7 separate regions of the Mus musculus genome follow, and regions 1, 2, 3, 4, 5 and 6 are each linked to region 7. Evidence: chromatin contacts called from public Hi-C, HiCAR-type and promoter capture Hi-C data. All regions are on one chromosome and are shown on one strand. Each heading gives the region's core, a stretch centred on a gene start, on an enhancer-like site or on the middle of the called end of the contact. The rest is flanking DNA. Distances are from core to core; before and after follow the strand shown.

Region 1 (2,700 bases), core at 15-2,514, 1.4 Mb after region 7:
ATTACACAAAGCAAATGGTCGGTCCCTCTATGTCCCTCATCATCAGACCCATAAACAATTCTCCCCTCAGGGTTCAGGGGGATCCTCCCGATCTAAGTGTCATGAGTGAGTCCTCGGCATTACAGGAAAAACCTTCCTATGGGAACCATTCTTTTACCTCCCTTTTTCTTTTTTTCCCTTTTTTATTTTATTTTTTTCCCAGTTTTTCGAGATAGCTTTCTCTGCCTTGACTGTCCTGGAACTTGCTCTGAAGACCAGGCTGGCCTGGAACTGAACTCAGAGATCTACCTGTTTCTGCTTCCTGAGTACTGGGATCAAAGGCGTGCGCCTCTATCATCTGGTTTATCTACATTTCCTAGAATGTACTTTCTGGCATGGTGTGTGGTAGTCGAGGGTTGCCTTGAACACAGGAGATCCTTGGTCTCAGCACCACCAGGAGACACACTCCGGTACTTTTTTTTTTTTTTTTTTTTGAGACAGGGTTTCTCTGTATAGCCCTGGCTGTCCTAGAACTCACTCTGTAGAGCAGGCTGGCCTCGAAGTCAGAAATCCGCCTGCCTCCCAAGTGCTGGGATTAAAGGTGGGTACCACTACCCTATGCCTCTCTAAGTGTATTTCTAACAAACAGCCTAGAGAGTATAATGATAAAAGGCACAGTTCTATTTGTCCATCTGACAAATTCGGGACTCACTTCCAGTCACACTACGCTTTAGTGGCTGTAACCTTATTTTACACAATAAAAATGCTTTTATATTTATTTATGCATTCCCTTCTAATTTGTGCTAACATAATTTCCAACTTTTCAACATGATAGCTTCTCCAAGTAATGGCTCTCTCTGGAAGAGCTCATTCGATCCACTAACTGTGGCTCGTTGAGTGCCACACTCCTTCTTTAGGGTTCCTGGTAAACAAAGGATCCCTCAAAAATTGTGCCCCCCACCCCTCTGAGTCTCTCTACAACCCCCCACCCCTCTGAGTCTCTCTACAACCCAGGAAGCCGAGGTCTGTCCTGATGAAGAAAGGGAGCTTCCAAGTATCTGCGCGCACTCTGATGGTCGCCGGGTTTAGGTGCACGCTGGGCACGGGAGTCGAAGGGGCGAGCGCAGGTCCGGCGGGGTGGGGCCGAGCTGCGCGCGACCCTCGGCGCGCTCCGGGAAGTTGGCCCGAGCGACCGCTCTGGTCACCTCACTGCGGGCTCTATGACACCGCGCTGGCTGGCGGGACAGGGAGGAGTCGGCGGAGAAGGCGGAGACCGCCCATCTCCGAGAGCGTCGGCGCGGACTTCTCGCGGAACCGTGTCGCGAGCTTAGCAGATCCCGCGCTTGCGCGCTGCAGTGGTGGCCAGAGGCGCGGCGGGCGCGAGAAGGGGGACCTAACCAGTGTGGAGGCTGGTGTGGCCTTAAGCCCTCCGCCACCATGAGCGGGACCTTAGCGAAGATCGCGGAGATCGAAGCCGAGGTAAAAGGCGCAGCCGGCGCTTCTCTCCTGGCCCTTCTGCGGCGCTGCGGCTCCTCCGGTGTTGCGTCCGCGGCGTCAGGGCCTGGCTTCCACCCCTGTGCCACCAGCTGCCATCGCCCCCGTAGTCTAAACCTGCGCTGCCGCAGCCCCGTCCCCATGCAGCCCCTTCCCTCAGTTCCTCGGGCCTGGGCTTCTCAGCTCCCATCCGCCAGCTCCGTCTCTGCGCAACCTCCCACATCCCACACCCAGCACTTGCTCCGGTTTTCGGCGCATGTCTCGACATTATTTCTGTTTTTCTTGCTTTTTTCTCTGAGCCACACGACTTCTATATCCCAGACTCCGTGATCCGATCACGGGCTTTGAGGTCTTGTCCCGTTATTCCTTGCCCACTTGCCACTCACTGGTGGTCCCCTTTTACACGCCGTTGGTTGTGACGGTAAGATCTGGGAGTAAGTAGATTGTACCTGGATGGCGCGTCATCCCTGAGACCTTCAGGGCTTTTTAAAGTCCGTAATGTGACACCCTTCTTTTAGATTGGGTACCGTAGAAACGAATCAGCAGATGCATTTTAATTCCCTCTGTGGATAGAAATTCGAATGACCGTGGGTCCTTTCACGTTGGGTCTCGTTTGTTTCTTTTGTGGTGAAGAGAATGAACTGGAGAGGGGAGAGGGAATTCAGTTTATTTTTATGTTTCTGTGTGTGTGTGTTCAGCATTACTTAGGGGAATCGTTCTGTTCAGTCATGGTTTCTGGGATTGAGTTTAGGTCTTCCAAGTTTGGCAGCAAGTGCACTTGAGTGTGTCTATCTGGCCCTGGATTTTTTCCCTCTCTCCCTCCCTCTACCTCTCTCCTTTGTTTGGAGACAGGGTCTTGCTACATACTTCTGGATGTCAGGGATCCCATTGTGTAGATCACGCTGGCCTTGAACTCAGACAGATCTGCCTCTGCCTCCAGAGTGCTGACATTAGCCAGGCTTGGTTTTTCTTTTTAAAAAATACTTAGTTGCCTGTATCCTCTTCAGTCTGCAGTTTGCTGGATGCTCGTGAATATGAGCCATTTGGTCTTCCCCTGAAGCAGTATTTCAATAGACAGTTTGTTCACCTTCACCTCTATTGTGGGCGTCTAAGGATAAAAAATAATTCTTAGGTGGAGCTCAGGAGGCCGAGGCCAGTGGTACACTAATGAATTCAATGCCAACCTGGTTTACATAATAAGTTGTAGTACAGTTAGGACCACATAAA
Region 2 (2,700 bases), core at 126-2,625, 1.6 Mb before region 7:
CCACCTACTAATCTACCTGGTTCCACCTTCAAGGGCAAGGCTAGAGGATCAGACAAACAGAGGAACTCCAACGGTGTCCTCTGCTCAATGTCAGAGCACAGGATACACAGACACAAGTAGGGCCTGTAAGGGCAATGAAATCCACAGAAAAGCTGGGGGAAATTTTTACTTCTATTTTTAGTTACACGCTTCTACTTAGGGTGATGAAGACCAGTTGCACATTCGCAATAGCTTCACTATATACAGATAACACTTACGGACGTAGAGACCTCCATCGAATACAGGTTGACCCCACTGACCCCACTTGGGCCTGTAGAGGTGTTCCTTGAGTGACCTTTTGACGTCAAGGATCTAAAACTCCACCCTCCAATGATGCTTAACGCCGCCATTTTCTGATCTTACAGTCAGGAAGTTGAGTTACGCATGCGCACAACACCTAGCCCGTCACTTCTCATTACCTTTAATCCCTTTTCCACACCTCACCCTGCTCCTTCACCGTGTAGATACTCAAATGCCCTACACTCCGCTCTCCTGTCTTTACATGGTATCCACGTGAGGATTCTTGCCGAACCTGTCACTTCAGAGACTGGCACACTGCTCGGTGGGCAAAAGAAACATGATCTGGTAACTCATGCGAGGGCACAGTAGCAGGCTTCCCAGTCACTCTGGGTATAACTCACATCTGTCACACACTCTCGCGAGGAAAGCGGTGCGTGGATGGTGTTTCTAGGGAAACCAGTGTCACCTTGGCCGACAGCCTGGTTTACCTCATACCGGCAGGTGGGGCTGCCGCAGGCACCAAGGTCAGCGCCGTGTCCGGGCACGGCGAACACAAGGACGGCGGCCTGCTGGGGTCAGCGCACGCAGGACAAAAGAACGCGCGCGGGCCAGAGGGAGCGACCGGTCCACGTGACACGCCGCGACCTTGGGGCTCTCCCGGGCCGCCAGGCCACCTACTCCCTAGCCCGCCACCTTCGCGGCTCCGCCGCCAGAGCCAATAGCGCTCGGCCCCCCGACCCCCGGCGCAAGTCCGCGTCCGCCAATCTCCGCCCGCCTGGAGGACCCTGCCACGCCATTGGCTATAACGTCTGTCCGTCAGGTCTCGTCCCCCGCCCACCATCGCCGCCCTCCGCCAGCCCGGCTCTGTCCGGCTTCACGCCCGTCACTCAGGCACTCCGGAAGCAAGGACGCATAGGCCTCACCCTCGGCCGCGAGCTCCGGGTGTCAAGCGCCGAGCCTCCCAGCCCTGGACGGAGCCCGTCTGCCGCACAAGGTTACCTGTCTCCCGTTCAGCTCCACCCGAGTGAAGCGCCGACACCACTCCGGGCTCCAAACTCTCAGCCCCGCCCCGGCGTGTGGCGTCAACGCGTAGCCCGGCCCCAGAGGAGCGGCCTGCAAGACAGGCTGTGGGCGTGACGTGACGTCACAGAATTGGGTTTCAGTCGCTCGCTCGGGCTTCGCGCCAATGCAGAACTTTGCATCTGGCCAAAGCCAGCCTGTTGCTCACTGTCTTTCGGCTGTCATTAGCAGTTACACGGGAGACGCTTCCGAAGCTTGTTAAGAACCTGGTACATTCAGGGCGTGGGATGCCGTCTGATAATTGAAGCGTTTGGCGGGCCGAAGCAGGAGCGCTGCGACTTTGAGGCCCACGGGCTTTGTATCCAAAACAAGCTGCCCTAAATAATAGTTGGGTTGGTAAAATGTATCCCTGCACAAAATAATTTGAATAACATGAGTGACTATTTTGAACACTTGTTTTGCAGCAGTCCTTATGAAGATTAGTTAGCGAGGTCTAATGTGACTTGGTTGTCATGCGACTTGGGTGTTCCTGCTAGTATTCTGACAGGAAGCTGTGCTGGGGTCCCCCTGGATCTTCCTGGCTCCAGAGCCTGCTCTAAACAGACAAAATCCACTAGTTAACCTGTTACACTTCACTAATATGAAATGTTCCCCGTGTCAAAATGTTAAGCCAGAGCCTGGCTGTGTGAGTGCACACCTTAAAGCAGAGCACTCAGAAGCAGAGGCAGGCTCATCTCTGAGTTTGAGGTCAGCCTGGTCTACAGAGAGAGTTTCAGGGCCACATAGAGAAACCCTGTCTTGGGAAACAAAATAAAAAACTAACAAAAATATTCAGCCAGATTTTGCAGCACACACCTGCAATTTCAGAACAGAGAAAAACTGACCAATTGGGAGGTCAAGATGGGCTACATAGAGTTCTTGTGGGCAGCCTGGGCTACACAGTTGGATCAGGTCTCAAAAAGGAGAGTGGTTCATTTCATACTCATGTCTTTTGTTGTTGTTGTTTGAGACAATGGCATGTAGCTGAGGCTGGATTCAATTTCATAATGTAGGCTGACCTTGCTCTGTTTCTTTTACCTGCATATACCAGGTGCTAGGACTATAGCTATAAGTCCCATGCCCAGCTTCATGCTCATGGCCTTTAACTCTCCGCTTGTTTCTCTTTTTTAGCAGAGTAGTTTTTGATGGACAGCAATACAGACTGTCAGTTTATCCTTGCTATGTATGGCAAATGGCACCAGTGCTGGATGAGCTGGCTGGAGAGTCCTTTTGCTCTACTGAAATAGAAGTCACAAGTAGTCACAAGTATGCCAGAAGCTCTTCAAGCTTTGGTAGCAGTGATAGGCCACAGTACAAGGGCAGAAGCATCAGCAATGGTACACGTGAGTTGTCCTCCCATGG
Region 3 (2,700 bases), core at 49-2,548, 1.4 Mb after region 7:
GCTCGGTGAGCGACTCGCGGCTGCCTTGCGCGGCCAACCAGTTGAGGCAGCGGAGACCCGGCGCGGGCGAGGGCTGGTCCTCCCGGTACAGGTGGCCGTTGTCCCAGAAGCAGCCTATGAGGAAGAGGAACCCGCCCGAGACTCTTAGTGCGTTTCTCTGGCCCCGCGGGAGAAAGCCCTGTGTACCTCAGAGTGTCACGCCCCTGGCGGCGTTTGGTCCACACACAACACTCGATTTAGCTTTCTTCTTCCTTCCCTTCCCTTCCCTTCCCTTCCCTTCCTTCCTTCCTTCCTTCCTTCCTTCCTTCCTTCCTTCCTTCCTTCCTTCCTTCCTTCCTTTTAAAAAAGCTTAAGATCGCTGCACAACTGCAAAGGGTTGTTATTCTTGGACTTGGGACCACTTTGAAGGTACAAGAAGGTCTTTCTCCCTAAGGTCTTTCTGTGGAGATGGTGAGTTTGGTTCTGGGCAGTCAGACATGGAAGTCATCCCAGTGTTGAGAAGTCAATGTTATATAAACTGGTGTTCCCTTCTCTACGAATACAGCCACTTTCTGCTAGTTTAACAGACACCGCCAGCTCCCAAGAGAATTCCACAAAAGCCTTTGATTCAGGGAAGCAAAAGATCCAATAGAGACCCCAGCTGAGGGTCTCTGCCTCATCTCTTAAGCTCCCACTCCCCTCAGCAGAGAGCCACGGGAGGAGGCTGGAGAGGGGAGGTTCGTGCGCCTGCCACACAAAGCAAACGGACTTTAAAAGGGTAAGACTCTGGGGAGTAGAAGAGACGAATTCCACTCCATCCACTCGTGTGAAAGGAAAGGGAAAGAGAAAGTGACTACTTGTCTTTGTTCTTAATGGCAAAGATGGAGCTGCAAGCCTCTGGCAAGGAAGGAGAGAGGAGAGAAGAATGCTTTCGTAGGATAACGAGAAAAGCAGCCAAAACCTTCCTTCCCTGTCGGCCTGACCACGTTTGGGGAATCTGTTTCATTTAAGTTGCTGCAGAAAGGGGGAGAAAACGTAATCTCACCTCCAGATCCATAGGCTTCTGCCAGAAGCATGTTGCTGAGAAGAAATGTGTGTACCCAAGCCAACAGCATCCTCGTCTCTTCGGCTCGCAGGTGACTCAACAGCCAGTGTCCAAATGGGGGGGGGGGGTCCTCCTTGGCAGCAGTTTTGTCTCCTTGCAGTCAGACTGGCCGGCCCCTGTTATGCTCTTCTGGTAAACAGCCTCTCTTTAGAACTGGGAGCTTCCCAGCTAGCTTGCTGCAGCCGAGGTGTTTTTCAGCTGAAAGGCGCCCCCTGGGTCCTAAGCCTCCTAGACCTTACCAGATCACTAACCCTGAGCCAAGAGAGGAACTCAGCCAAGCCGAGAGTGGCAGAGAGGTTTTGCTTAGCAGCAGCTCCGCGTGAGACCTGCACAACTGCATGCCCAGGGCTTTTCTTCCTTTTCCACCAGTGTGAGTACAGAGTCACTGTGTCAGAAGGCATCGTGGAGTGGGGTGGATTAGGAGCCCCAAAAGCACTACACAGTTGTAAGAGCGGATGCTGATTGCAGAAGCAGGAAGAATTTAAGACCACATAGACAGCACAACTAAGAATTATCTGTCTGGAAGCAATATATTTAAATTGTACTTTGCTAGGGCCAGTTCAGTCACATTCCTTTACTAACATTTGAGGTTTGGGTTATCCATATATAGTAGGAACACAGAAAGGGTATCATTAGCTGAAAATACATGTTACACAAACATTGAATTCCTTTAGCTATATTGTAAAGTCCACCCTTTTTACCAGCCCAGAAGTAAAATGTCTTCCTTCCAACTCCCCTCAAGCAGTATATAGGAAATCTAGTTGCAATAATTTGTGTCTACAGTTAAACCACATCCACATAACTTAGGGCTTTTGGAGTTTCTATTTGGCTGGCAGTTGAAGTTCCCAAGCAGCCTCAGTAAACTGAGAGAACAGGGTGGTTTGCCAAGACTACCTTGTGACTGGGGCAAATCCAAGAATAGAAACTCTGTTTTGATCTTGCCACAATGTAGGGAGGAAAAAAATAACACTATGAAGTAAGTTTTATAGACTTTATCATAGTGGAAAGCTAATGTGATTCTAACTATGAGAAGTGATTGAACCCTGATGTGTCTTTTAAGAAGAAAAGGGTTATTTTTATTTGTGGGTTTATCTGTGTCTGTACTCAGGCCATAGGAAAACTTCAGGGCCTCAAGAACTGGGGTTATAGGCAGTTGTCGACCATGGGAGGTAGCTGAAGTAGGCAGTGGAACTCGGGTCAGCTCTTCTTGAAGAGCAGCAAGTACTCCTAGTCTCTGAACCATGTCCCCAAACCACCTGACATGCCTTTTAAAACCATTGTCCGGACTGGGGAGGTGGCTCATTAGTTACGAGCACTTGTTGCTCTTGCGGAGCACTTAGTTCAGTTCCCAGCACTTAGCATAAGGCCATCTGTGTCCAGATCCAGAATATGGACTCCCTCCTCTGATACTCAGTCATGCACATACACATATGCTGGCAAAACACACATATAAACACCGCCCCCCAAAGAGTGCGTGTGTGTGCGTGTGGGGGTGGGGTTGGGGAGGGGTGGGGGGGTGTGCATGTGGTGTGTATATATGTGTGTGGTATGTGTGTGTGTAGGGTCAGATCACATGGTGTGTGCCCATGTGTGTAAATAAGGAAGTCAGAACAGGA
Region 4 (2,700 bases), core at 38-2,537, 1.3 Mb after region 7:
AGCACTTGTGCACCCTAGGTCATATGAAGGCGCCACGGAAGAAACATCTAACTAGCAGCCACTTTTGTTAACAAAAGGCCATGCAGGAAGACAGAGAATTGTGCTGTTTTGTTTACCTAAGTAGTAGAGCCAGAGGCAGCTGATGGGAGAGTTGGAGGCAGGATTGGTTTCCTTGGGCTCCATTCCTACCCATTTCCTGATCCTCTGGACTCTTTTCCCATGTACATAAATCTGATGGAGGGAAGTAACAATTGTCTAAAACCGAGTGTCATAGTTAGGGTTCTAATGCTGGGAAGAGACACTATGACCACAGCAACTCTTACAAAGGACAACATTTATTTGGGGCTGGCTTACAGGTTCAGAAGTTTAGTTCACTATCATCCCGGCCAGAAGCATGGCAGAATACAGGTAGACATGGCGATGGAGAAGGAGCTGAGAGTGCTGCGTCTTTTTTTTTTTTTTTTTTTTTTTTTAGACGGTTTCTCTGTATAGCCCCGGCTGTCCTGGAACTCACTCTGTAGTCCAGGCTGGCCTCGAACTCAGAAATCCACCTCCCTCTGCCTCCCAAGTGCTGGGATTAAAGGCGTGTGCCACCACTGTCCGGTTCTTTCTTGATTTTAGTCACAGAATAAGATAACTATGTTAGAACATCTAGATTTTGGTTTTTTTTTTTAAATAAACAATCTAGAGATGATTTAAAACAAGAATATCTCAGCACTCAAGAAGCTGAGGCAAGAGGCTGGCAAGTTCAATATCAGTCTGGCTGCATTTCAAGACCCTGTGGCAAAACAAAAGAAAAAATAAAGCATATGAAGATTGTGCGTGGATTATAGACAAAGTTTACGCCATTTTCTATGAGACTTGACCAACCAGGGACTTTATATAAGGAGTGGGAGTCCTGGACCCAAAATTCCAGGAACCCAGGTATTTGGCCTCCATAATCTGCTCTAGGGAGCCTCATTTCCATATTGCCTTTGACACGCAAAAGTGGTTTCTCTTAGCTTCTTCGTGTTCACATTGCTGATTACAAACTGGGAGTCAAAAGACCTGTGATACCTACCCACGCTCTGCACCTGAAGAGCAGAGCCATTTTCAAGTAGTGTAGAAGGGCAACTGGACTAACCTGAGCGCCGAGGGTCCCCTGTGTTGCGACCTCCAGCCTAAACTGAATCACCCTGGTCAATCCGAACGCCTCTAGAGGTCGCCAGTCGCCAGCAGGCGCCAGAGATGCGGCAGAGTTCGCGCGGGAGGCGGGACGGGGCAGGGCGGGTCGTTAACCTAAGTGGGAGGGGCTCCGGGGCGGGTCCCCGTGCCAGGTGCGGTTTGGTCCTCCCAGGGCGCCGTAGGCGGTGCATCCTTCCGGCTGCAGGGGCAGAGACAGCCTCTTCTCTAGACCGCAGGCGGGCGCGGACCTGAGGCGCTGCTGCCGGGTGGTCCTTCCTGTGTTGTCCGCGCCCTGGACCATGGCGGCGCTGGCGGGTAAGAAGGGCCCATTCCGTCCAGCCCGCCGCTCGCGGGTTTCTGGCTGTCTGGTTTTTCTTGGGTCCGGAATCCTCAGCGAGAGCCTGGCAGGGTGGGGAGGATCGAACACAATGGTTCCCTCGGGACTTGAAGGTCTTGGGACTCTGGAAGTCCGAGCGCAGTCGTTCTAAGACTGAGGGCTCCTTGCGGCCGGCGCGTGGGGCGAATTCCCGCGAGGTGGATCCTCGGATCTGCAGACCGGGCAAGTCTCCTGGCTAAGGAAGCCGAGGCACCTGAGATTCTGAAATATGGGAAGTACAGGGTCTTCCAGAGTTCAGGACTTGAGATTCCGAGTTATCCTGGGTTCTAGGTTTTCTGTAGACCCAAAGTTCTCGAAGGTGTCTTTGGACTCTGGGATTGGGAGGAGTGGTTCCTAGAGATAGAGTATGAGTGTGGAGTTTATGATGTGGATAGGAAGACATCCGACCGTTCTTCCTGAGGCTCAAAGACCTCTGCCTCCTGTGGAGAACAGCTTCAAGTCTTCCTAGAGACTAGTTGAGTCCTCGCGTAGTCTCTGATGCCAGCAGATTAATAGCTCCGCACCTTGAGGGGAAGAGTTGAGTGAAGGAAATTTCAGAATTGGCTTAGCTGGGCCTGTAAATCCCTTCACGAATCATCTTGCAGCTTCCTGCCCCGCGGCATCATGAACTTTCTGCCGCCTTATTCCCAGCCACCGGTGTGAGTGGCTCAGTTTCTGGGTCTACCAGGGTCGACTTCCAAAAGTTTTCTAGAAAGGCCAAGGGAGAATTTTAGGGGTGGGGGAGGGACTGAATATGTGCCTCCACTTCCTGGCTTTGGGCCGGTGGACAGTCACTTCCTCCATCCTGAATTCAAGGACCGGGCCGCCAGTGGGTCACTTCCTCACTACGGGAACATGGAATTTCAGACCTTATTGGTGATAATATGCTCTGGAGAAGGAAAGCATGGAGCGGAAATTCGTCTGTCTCTTCCCTTAATTTTTTTTCCTGGCTGGTAGTGGTGATTGCACACCTGTAATCCCAGACTAGACAGAGCCAGGAGAATTGCTTGGTCTGTGTGTGGCGTACTAACTAGGTCAACCTGGACGACAGAATACGATCCTGTCTCTAAATAAATAATTTTTTTAAAATTGAGTTGGATGGGATGTGGTTCACTTGGTAGAAGGCTTGCACAAAGCAAGGGGTTTCATCCCCAGCACTG
Region 5 (2,700 bases), core at 117-2,616, 1.6 Mb before region 7:
TATTAAAGGGTAGCAGCATTGGGAAGGTTGAGAAGCACTGATCTAGATCATCAGTTTGAGCTCACTGCAGTCACAGGTGCCAGAGTCCAGCGTTTTGCAGTTAGGCTTCTAGCCCCACCTTAAGTCTCCCCCTTTTCCTCTCCTTTGCTGCTGATTGAGACTCTAAGGCATCATGCACGCTAGGGAAGTGCTCTACATTGATCCTGTTGCCCACTTAATGACCCCTTTTATTGGTCTTTTCCTTCAGCTCAGCCCCTCCTGTTATCAGGAGGGCTTTCCCTTTCTTAATAGGTGGTCACTATAAGACCCTGTTGGTAAATGTTTTTAGTCCCCACCAATCTCTTTTCTGTTATTGCCCTAACAATAGTTACAGCGCCCAGAAGAAATGGGCCTAAGGTCAACTGACACTTTTTTGGCTTTAGGTGTTTTAAGAGGTCCCAAGGAAGGGTGGTAGTGCATGCCTTTAATTCCAGCACTAGGGAGGCTGAGTCAAACCAGTCTGGTCTACCTACCAAGTTCCAGGCCAGCCACTACATAATGAGGCCATGTCTCAAAAAAACCAATCAATCAATCTTCCCCAGGCAGTGATGGCACATGCCTTTAATCTCAGCATTTGGGAGGCAGAGGCAGGCGGATTTCTGAGTTTGAAGCCAGCCTGGTCTACAGAGTGAGTTCCAGGACAGCCAGGGCCACACAGAGAAACCCTGTCTTGAAAAAAACAAACAAACAAACAAAAAAAAAAAAACAAAAAAAAAACAAAAACAGAAGAAAAAGTCCTAAGGACATTCCCTGGTAAGGAATTCTCAAAGAATGGGCCTTATTAACATGTGTAACAAAGTCTGATTTTCGTTTTCTGGGAAAGATGGTCCCAGGAAGGGTTCGAGTCAACTTGGCTCTTCTTCTAAGAGCTGTTAAGGATTGCACCGCGTGTTGGCAGTATTTGTGAAAATCTTCATAGTAGCTGAAGGCCTGATTTAACATTTATCTTAGGTTAGCAACTTGTGCCGCGATTTCTGCCCAGTGAGATTTGCCTCTGGTTACCCACAGAACCCTAATTCCTTTGCGCATGTGCCTAAGTGGCGGCTGCCTCCCTTTAGCCAAAACGCGGTCGATCCCAACCATAACCTAGCAAAGCCCTGCCCACGTCACTCTGTGGGTCAGGGAAGGCTGAGGCGCCAGAGAAGAGGCATCCACAATTCGGAGGGCGTTCAAGGGACAGCATTGCGGAACGCTCCTGCGCAGAGCCAGCACAAATTGGTAGCAACGTCGGACACCCAGGAGAAAGTACTTCCAGGAAGTGACGTACCTTCCAGAGCTGATTAGTTGTTGGTTTGTCCCGCCCTACGCGTGCGCACTGACAGCGTGGAGTCACGCCATGGAGGACCAAGAAGCGCTGGGTTTTGAACACATGGGCCTGGATCCCCGGCTCCTGCAGGTATGGGGTAGGCTGTGGAGCTGCTACCCGGTGTGCCGCTGTACTCCACGCCGCTTGAGCTGCGTCCTCTTCCTTCTTAGGCTGTCACCGATTTGGGCTGGTCGCGACCTACGTTGATCCAGGAAAAGGCCATTCCTCTGGCGCTGGAGGGGAAGGACCTCCTGGCCCGCGCCCGCACAGGCTCCGGGAAGACCGCAGCTTATGCTATTCCGATGCTTCAGTCGCTTCTCCACAAGAAGGCGGTGGGTAGCGAGAGGAGCAGTGAGTATGAGGCAGGACGCTCCAAAAGAATAGGGAATGAAGTGCCCGACTGTGCCAAGGTTCCTCCTATAGGTCCTGTGTCAGTGTTAGGCGGCCCATAGAGAACTTGGTCAATTTGCAGCTTAATCTCTGAGCTGGAGTTCAGGTTACTTGGCTCTCAACCCGGGCCTTGGTGCCACGACCGCCATCCTGTTGTAATTTTGAGTAACCTTTTATCTAGAGGGGGACTCATCAGCTCCGTAGTACGTTAAGTGATTTCAGCAAGTTCTAAATTTGAGTGCCTGGGAAAGCTCTGCCCCCTGTGCTGTGAGGTGGGCAGAATTAAGAGTTTATCAGGACACAGCTAGGTGGTTGTGTTGCAGTACATGGTTCTGACTGTTTGGGCGGACCCAGTACTTTGAACGGTCTTGAATTGGTGTTCTTACAGACAGGTCCTGTAATGGAGCAGGCTGTGAGAGGCCTTGTTCTTGTTCCTACCAAGGAGCTGGCACGGCAGGCCCAGGCCATGATCCAGCAACTGGCTGCCTACTGTGCTCGGGATGTGCGAGTGGCTAACGTCTCAGCTGCAGAAGACTCAGCTTCTCAGAGGTGGGTGAAACCTGCAGGCCTCCAAAGGGAGAACGCTTTGCAAGTGTGTGCCCTTGGTGGTGTGAGTGGCTAGCCTGGGCAGGTCTGCCAGGGCGAGGGTCTGGCTGCTAAATCCTTGCCACCTGCAGAGCTGTGTTGATGGAGAAGCCAGATGTGGTGGTGGGAACCCCATCCCGAGTGTTAAGCCACTTGCAGCAGAACACCTTGAAACTCCGGGACTCCCTAGAGCTGCTGGTGGTAGATGAAGCTGACCTTCTTTTTTCCTTTGGCTTTGAGGATGAACTCAAGAGTCTTCTCTGGTAAGGAAGAAACAGAAGTGGCTCCTAGACCTGCAAGGGTCTGGACTTGGGACTGGAGTGGAATGGGTGGGCTGGAGCCTGATCAAGCCCTGTTCTTTCTTTCAGTCACTTGCCTCG
Region 6 (2,700 bases), core at 113-2,612, 1.8 Mb before region 7:
CCTAGCCATTTTTCAATGTACCACTAATCTACAAGCTCAACCATAAGCCAAGACCTGTGAGAGCTAAGATGAGGCCCCAGAGCTCCAAGAGTTAATGGTTTTATCTCAGAGGCTGGATGAGAGAACGAAGCTGAGCATATGCAAGAGGGTCCTACCAAAGGCTAGCCCACTAGAGGGCTGGAGAGTGTACTCTTCCGCTCCCTTGTCACTGTGGGGAGGAATCGCAGGGTGCCGAGTCCCCACCACTGCCTCATCTGCTGGGTCAGGCAGGAAGTCTTTATGGTTTAAACTCTATTGTGGCCACCCCTGGCTGATGTTGAGCTCTGGGGCAGCGATGTTCAGCTGGGTAACCACGAGAGGCCAAGAAATATCTGTTGGCACGCCTTTAATCCCAGCACTTGGGAGGCAGAGGCAGGCCGATTTCTGAGTTCGAGGCAAGCCTGGAGCCTGGTCTACAAAGTGAGTTCCAGGACAGCCAGGGCTATACAGAGAAACCCTGTCTCGAAAAACCAAAAAAAAAAAAAAAAAAAACCAAAATAATAATAATAAAAGAAATATCTATTGGGCTAGAGAGATGGCTCAGAAGTTAAGAGCACTGACTGCTCCTGCAAAGGTCTGCAGTTTACGGCCACCCAGCCCTCTAGCCCTCTGCAGACACCCAGCATGCATATGGTGCACTTATACATGTAGACAAAGCACTTGTACACAAAATAGATGTTTAAAACGTTTTAAAAGAAGCATCCTGCCAGGCGTGGTGGCACATGCCTTTAATCCCAGCACTTGGGAGGCAGAGGCAAGTAGATTTCTGAGTTCAAGGCTGGCCTGGTCTACAGAGTGAGTTCCAGGACACACAGAGAAACCCTGTCTTGAAAAACCAAAAAAAGAAAGAAAGAAAGAAAGAAAGAAAGAAAGAAAGAAAGAAAGAAAGAAAGAAAGAAGAAGAAGCATCCTTTCTTACTGAGCCTGGTATAATCCTAGCTACTTTGGGGAGGCCAGCTTGGACTACAGAGATAGAAGAAAGAAAGAAAGAAAGAAAGAAAGAAAGAAAGAAAGAAAGAAAGAGAGAGAGAGAGAGAGAGAGAGAGAGAGAGACGGAAAGAGGGAGGGAGCAAAGGAAGGAAGGAAGACAGACAGACAAGGGGAGGGAGAATTCCAGCCTGCCCGTAATCTTTGGAGTGCTTGGGATTACAGACAGGTATGGCCAAACCTAGCTTGGGAAGAGCTTTAAGGAAGCCAGTAAAGACCCCATCAGGACAGACAGTTAGGCATGGACCTTGTGGGCCAGGGAGCAGGAAGCAGTGTCTGAAGCACCAAGGCAGGGGAGTAGCAATGGGCAGGGCCAAACTCCCCGGGCAGAACCCACTTCCTACTTTACTGAAGTACTGCAGTAGTCAGGCAGGGCTGGGCCTCCCCTTTCTGCCTTCCCCTTCACCTCTGTACAGAAAGCTCTGGCGACCTGCCTTGGATGCTTGCAGTGGGCAGGATGGAGGACGAAGAAGGCCCTGAGTATGGGAAACCAGACTTCGTGCTTTTGGATCAACTGACCATGGAGGACTTCATGAAGAACCTAGAGCTCAGGTAGATGTGAGGTGGGGGTGGGGATGCGGTACTGGGCTTCTTTCCTTCCTTTCCTCCCTTATCATCCACACAGACCTGAGAGAAGCCCTGAAGGTACCCTGGTCCCATCGTCAGGAATGGGGACAAGGCTACACATACCTAGACAATACAGGCTGAAATGATAGCATCTCCAGGAGATAATGGCCACTCAGAAAGTAACCAGCTGTCAGGAATGGAGCTGCCCAGCCACCCTCACAACACCCTGGTTGACAAGCCCAGAGTCCTGAGGAAGACAGGCAAAGGCATGGGGACCAGGAATGTACTGCATCTCCTCTCTGTCACCTGCTGATGCTTTCCCCCTGGGTCCCATGTGTGACCCGACTTGAGTTTCCTTAGGAACTCCAAAATGAAGTGCCCTCCACCCCAGAATCGCAATAATCGAAGCAAGCTGATATGATGCTGATATGATGTTCTGGGTTGGGAGTTGTTCATGGGAGGGGTCACAGGCTAGGACTAGGAGAATTGACAGTGCAGCCTGCTTTCTCACTGAAAAAAGCAGGGAGGGGTCCAGGAGCTAGAAGCACAGCATGTTAAATGGCCTTGTGTGCGGCTGGACTTCATACACACCTCCTAGGGAGGATTGTTGTGTGCTAGGAAGCTCCTTAGAGAGCAACTGGGGACCAGGAATCTCACTAGGTGCAGAGATGGAGGTCCTAGGCTGCCACATGGAGAGCTTTATCCAGGAAATGAGTTCAATGCTTTGTTAGACTGCCTCATTCTCTCGAAAAGCAAGCTCACAAGCATGCCCTCCATGCTTTGTATGCTGAGCCGAGGAAGACAGTGGCTGCAGGTCACAAAACTTGTAGTCCCAGGGCGTGACTTGTCAGAGGGGGCAGAGAAAGAGGAACCCTGAAGAGGCCTGCCTGGGGTTGAGCGGGCCCCACACACCGAGAGGACAGTTGGGGCCCCAAGGAGGCTAGTACTCCTCCCAGAGCACAAAACCCAAGAGAGGTACAGCCCTAGGTTCCTGCTTCTAATATGGTTAGTAAACGGAAGGGTGGAGGAGTTTGAGATGTGCTGGAGAGGGACGGTGGCCATGGCTGGGGTTGCAAAGACTAGCAAATCACCACGCTATGATTTGGG
Region 7 (2,700 bases), core at 40-2,539:
GTCAGGCTGATTTATGTAGCTGGTTCCAGGCAAGCCAGAGCAAGTGTAAAACCTTTTCTCCATACAAACAAACACAAACCATTTAGTCTCTGTAGTCAAATCTTAATTTATCTCTAGATGTTAATTCCTATTTTTGTTTCTTGGTTTGGTTTGGTTTTTCAGGACAGGGTTTCTTTGTGTAGCCCTGGTTGTCCTGGAATTTGTAAACCAGGCTGGTCTTGAACTCTGAGACCCACCTGCATCTGGAGTGCTGAGACTAAAGGCACCCACAACCGAGCCCACCTCTTAATTCTACCTTTCTTGCACACTTCTGCTAGCTTGCTCTGTCTATCCTACCTACCAAAATGCATCTCAAATCTGACCATTATTCTAAACCTCTCTACTCTAAATTACCTACCTCTGCAATTTCTTCTCTTCAGTTTTTGCTCTAGCAAGAAGTCAGAACGATAACATTAAAATGTAAATAGACCTCAAAGCATTCCAGCTTAAACCCATTCAGTGACTCCCTAGTGCAATTAGGAAAAGAATGACTCCTTACCCAGGACGGGATTCAAGGCCAGACTAGAGATGACTTCAGGCCACCTACTCATTAGAGGCCACTCTACACTTTCTCAAGCACCCCAGCAGTGCAGTTGCCTCTAGAAACATTATCCTGTTTACCCTGCTACAATATATTCAGTCCTCCATTAAGCGGCTACTCAGGTTTAAAGAGCAAGCAATCCGTCCAAGCATTTGGGTTTTCTCTTTTACAAAGTATTAGTTTCCAGAAGTGCTGGGCTTCCCCATCGCCCACGCACCACGGCCAGAGCGCTCCAGGAGAGCTGGGAACCTTTCTTTTACTGGGGATCATCTCAAGACCCCGAGGGGATACTCAGAAAAGTACGGTGCCTTTTACAACCAGGTCACCCATCTCCGAAGCCGGGGTTCTTGGCTTTAAAGCCTACGCTCTGGAGAACAGGAAGCAAGTGCAAAGCCACTTTCCCCCCTGAGACGTGGCTTAAGAGTTAGAACTGCAGGACCCGACTTTTGCCACCCCCAAACCTACATCTGGAGTAGGTTCAAAGGACGTTAGGCAGAGAGTCGAGATGCAGCCACAGAAACTCAGGTTCCCTGCCTCTGTATTCACTCCCCATGCCAGAAAAAGCGGATAGCGCGGACTTAGAATGAAATGCCTACTCTTCTGATTGGGAAAAGAGCCTAAAACTTGGACGCGGATGTCTCACCAAAGATACCTGGTTCCGGGCTCCTCCTCTTGAGTCCTCGCGTTGCGCTCTGCTCGCTGGGATTTGTAGTCCTTCCTAAGGTACCGAGAAGGCGGAATACGAAGGCGAGACAGCACTGGGGAAGATGGGTAAGCTAAGGGGCTTTCGGGACTTGTAGTTCAAAATAGCCAAACGCAGGAAATGGTTGAGGAGAAAAACTGAGAAATAAGTCTTATCAAATTTTGGTTGTGTGGAATATGAACATTGTAATAAACTGTTACCCTGTGCACATTATCAGTTTCTTTAATGGTTCAAAATGTCGACTCTGAGATACAGAGAAACTACAATTCCCATAAAGCAGGGCGCGTTGAAACTTTTGGAGCAAGACATTGGGTTCTACGCAAGCGCAGTGGCGCGAGTTCGGCAGTGAGGCAACATGTCGTCGCCGACGATCCCTTCGCGCCTGTACTCCTTGCTGTTCCGCAGAACTTCCACCTTTGCCCTCACCATCGCAGTGGGCGCCCTGTTCTTCGAGCGAGCCTTCGATCAGGGCGCAGACGCGATCTACGAGCACATCAACGAGGGGGTGAGGGCCTGGGCCATCCTGACCTTGGGCCCGCCTGAAGGGTGACTGGGAGGGAGGTAGGACGGAACTCAATCAAGTCTTACCAGGTCTGGGGTGAACTGTGCCCGTTAATACATCTATTTCTCTTGACATGGTGCGAGGCCTAATTGGTATGTCCTGTCACACAGTTCCACATATTCATTTGCGAAAGCTAACTCCTGACTCCTGAGACATCAGAGGACTTACGGGTCTGAACCACTCCATTAAGTCGGTGGTGAGTTGGAACTCCGACCCCTGCCGTCCTTGCTAGTTTCAAGGGCAGATTTCAGCAAGGCAGTCGTTAAAAGTAGGTCTCCTTAGACCATGTGGCTGACCTTTTAAAATTGATGTTTCAGTTCCGAAGGCCGCCCACGTAGGCTCTTTGGATTAAACGTGAAGACTATGAAACCTCAAGCCCTAACTGGCAATACTGGACTTAAAGCACTTAACCGTGGTATTGAATAAAGGTCATAGTGGATCAAAGATCCTGGGATACAGATGAGGTGCTACCGTTCATACTTAATGATACCACTGAAAGATAGCATCCTGGGAAAATGTGGGGATGAATATAAAGTAGGAAATGGCGAGCCCTCTTTGACTTAACTGTCCCACACTCTGTGCATGTTTTATGTCAAAGGTTGTGAGAGTATTGGGGAAGGTATGTTACTGATGGCCAGCATGTTCATCGACTGGTTTCTTTTTCTCGAGACAGGGTTTCTCTGTGTAGCTATTGCTGTCCCGGAGCTAGATGGTAGACAAGGCTTGGCCTTAGACTCACCCTCCTGCCTCTGCCACCTGAGTGTTGGGATTGTAGGCCTGAGCCACCACCGACCAGCTCCTTCACTGAGTGGCCTTCCTTCTTGCCTTCCTTCCTTTCTTACCTCTTTTGGTTTG

Evidence for each region. Promoter capture Hi-C pulls out the DNA fragments that hold promoters and counts their contacts. Hi-C and Micro-C count contacts between places; a contact is called where the count stands out from the background. HiCAR-type assays count read pairs that join an accessible place to other places. Capture Hi-C pulls out chosen DNA fragments and counts their contacts.
Region 1: a promoter capture Hi-C map of adipose tissue shows a contact between it and region 7, with 3 times the contacts expected there. The contact joins the promoter of Drg1 here to the promoter of Zmat5 in region 7. A contact is called at or near these places in 1 of 39 promoter capture datasets (embryonic stem cells) and 1 of 9 other capture datasets (adipose tissue).
Region 2: a promoter capture Hi-C map of pre-B cells shows a contact between it and region 7, with 3 times the contacts expected there. The contact joins the promoter of Ogdh here to the promoter of Zmat5 in region 7. A contact is called at or near these places in 2 of 39 promoter capture datasets (liver and pre-B cells).
Region 3: a HiCAR-type map of astrocytes shows a contact between it and region 7, with 4 times the contacts expected there. The contact joins the promoter of Pik3ip1 here to the promoter of Zmat5 in region 7. A contact is called at or near these places in 2 of 39 promoter capture datasets (both in liver) and 1 of 115 datasets of contacts at active chromatin or transcription factors (astrocytes).
Region 4: a promoter capture Hi-C map of embryonic stem cells shows a contact between it and region 7, with 2.5 times the contacts expected there. The contact joins the promoter of Limk2 here to the promoter of Zmat5 in region 7. A contact is called at or near these places in 2 of 39 promoter capture datasets (embryonic stem cells and liver).
Region 5: a promoter capture Hi-C map of erythroid cells shows a contact between it and region 7, with 5 times the contacts expected there. The contact joins the promoter of Ddx56 here to the promoter of Zmat5 in region 7. A contact is called at or near these places in 2 of 39 promoter capture datasets (erythroid cells and liver) and 1 of 484 Hi-C or Micro-C datasets (CD4 T cells).
Region 6: a contact with region 7 is called in a Hi-C map of B cells, with 6 read pairs. The contact joins the promoter of Myo1g here to the promoter of Zmat5 in region 7. A contact is called at or near these places in 1 of 39 promoter capture datasets (pre-B cells) and 1 of 484 Hi-C or Micro-C datasets (B cells).

Annotation. Positions count from the first base shown.
Region 1 is chr11:3,265,027-3,267,726 of GRCm38.p6, reverse strand. Drg1 (developmentally regulated GTP binding protein 1) reads left to right here and starts at 1,264. Exons shown (of 9, transcript NM_007879.2): 1 at 1,264-1,458. The coding sequence starts at 1,417.
Region 2 is chr11:6,290,272-6,292,971 of GRCm38.p6, reverse strand. Ogdh (oxoglutarate (alpha-ketoglutarate) dehydrogenase (lipoamide)) reads right to left here and starts at 1,375. Exons shown (of 23, transcript NM_010956.4): 1 at 1,279-1,375. It overlaps Gm46270 (predicted gene, 46270), which reads left to right and starts at 709. Exons shown (of 1, transcript NR_168687.1): 1 at 709-2,700.
Region 3 is chr11:3,329,329-3,332,028 of GRCm38.p6, reverse strand. Pik3ip1 (phosphoinositide-3-kinase interacting protein 1) reads right to left here and starts at 1,298. Exons shown (of 6, transcript NM_178149.4): 1 at 1,025-1,298; 2 at 1-114. The coding sequence starts at 1,094. It overlaps Gm12592 (predicted gene 12592), which reads left to right and starts at 839. Exons shown (of 2, transcript NR_165248.1): 1 at 839-1,115.
Region 4 is chr11:3,407,825-3,410,524 of GRCm38.p6, reverse strand. Limk2 (LIM motif-containing protein kinase 2) reads left to right here and starts at 1,287. Exons shown (of 16, transcript NM_010718.4): 1 at 1,287-1,479. The coding sequence starts at 1,464. It overlaps Gm51879 (a long non-coding RNA gene), which reads right to left. Exons shown (of 2, transcript XR_003949624.1): 1 at 1,124-2,700; 2 at 1-778.
Region 5 is chr11:6,266,395-6,269,094 of GRCm38.p6, reverse strand. Ddx56 (DEAD box helicase 56) reads left to right here and starts at 1,366. Exons shown (of 14, transcript NM_026538.3): 1 at 1,366-1,435; 2 at 1,516-1,677; 3 at 2,124-2,284; 4 at 2,413-2,583; 5 at 2,689-2,700. The coding sequence starts at 1,376.
Region 6 is chr11:6,519,620-6,522,319 of GRCm38.p6, reverse strand. It overlaps Myo1g (myosin IG), which reads left to right and starts at 1,362. Exons shown (of 22, transcript NM_178440.4): 1 at 1,362-1,578. The coding sequence starts at 1,466.
Region 7 is chr11:4,703,245-4,705,944 of GRCm38.p6, reverse strand. It overlaps Zmat5 (zinc finger, matrin type 5), which reads right to left and starts at 1,289. Exons shown (of 6, transcript NM_026015.3): 1 at 1,224-1,289. Uqcr10 (ubiquinol-cytochrome c reductase, complex III subunit X) reads left to right here and starts at 1,601. Exons shown (of 2, transcript NM_197979.3): 1 at 1,601-1,788. The coding sequence starts at 1,639.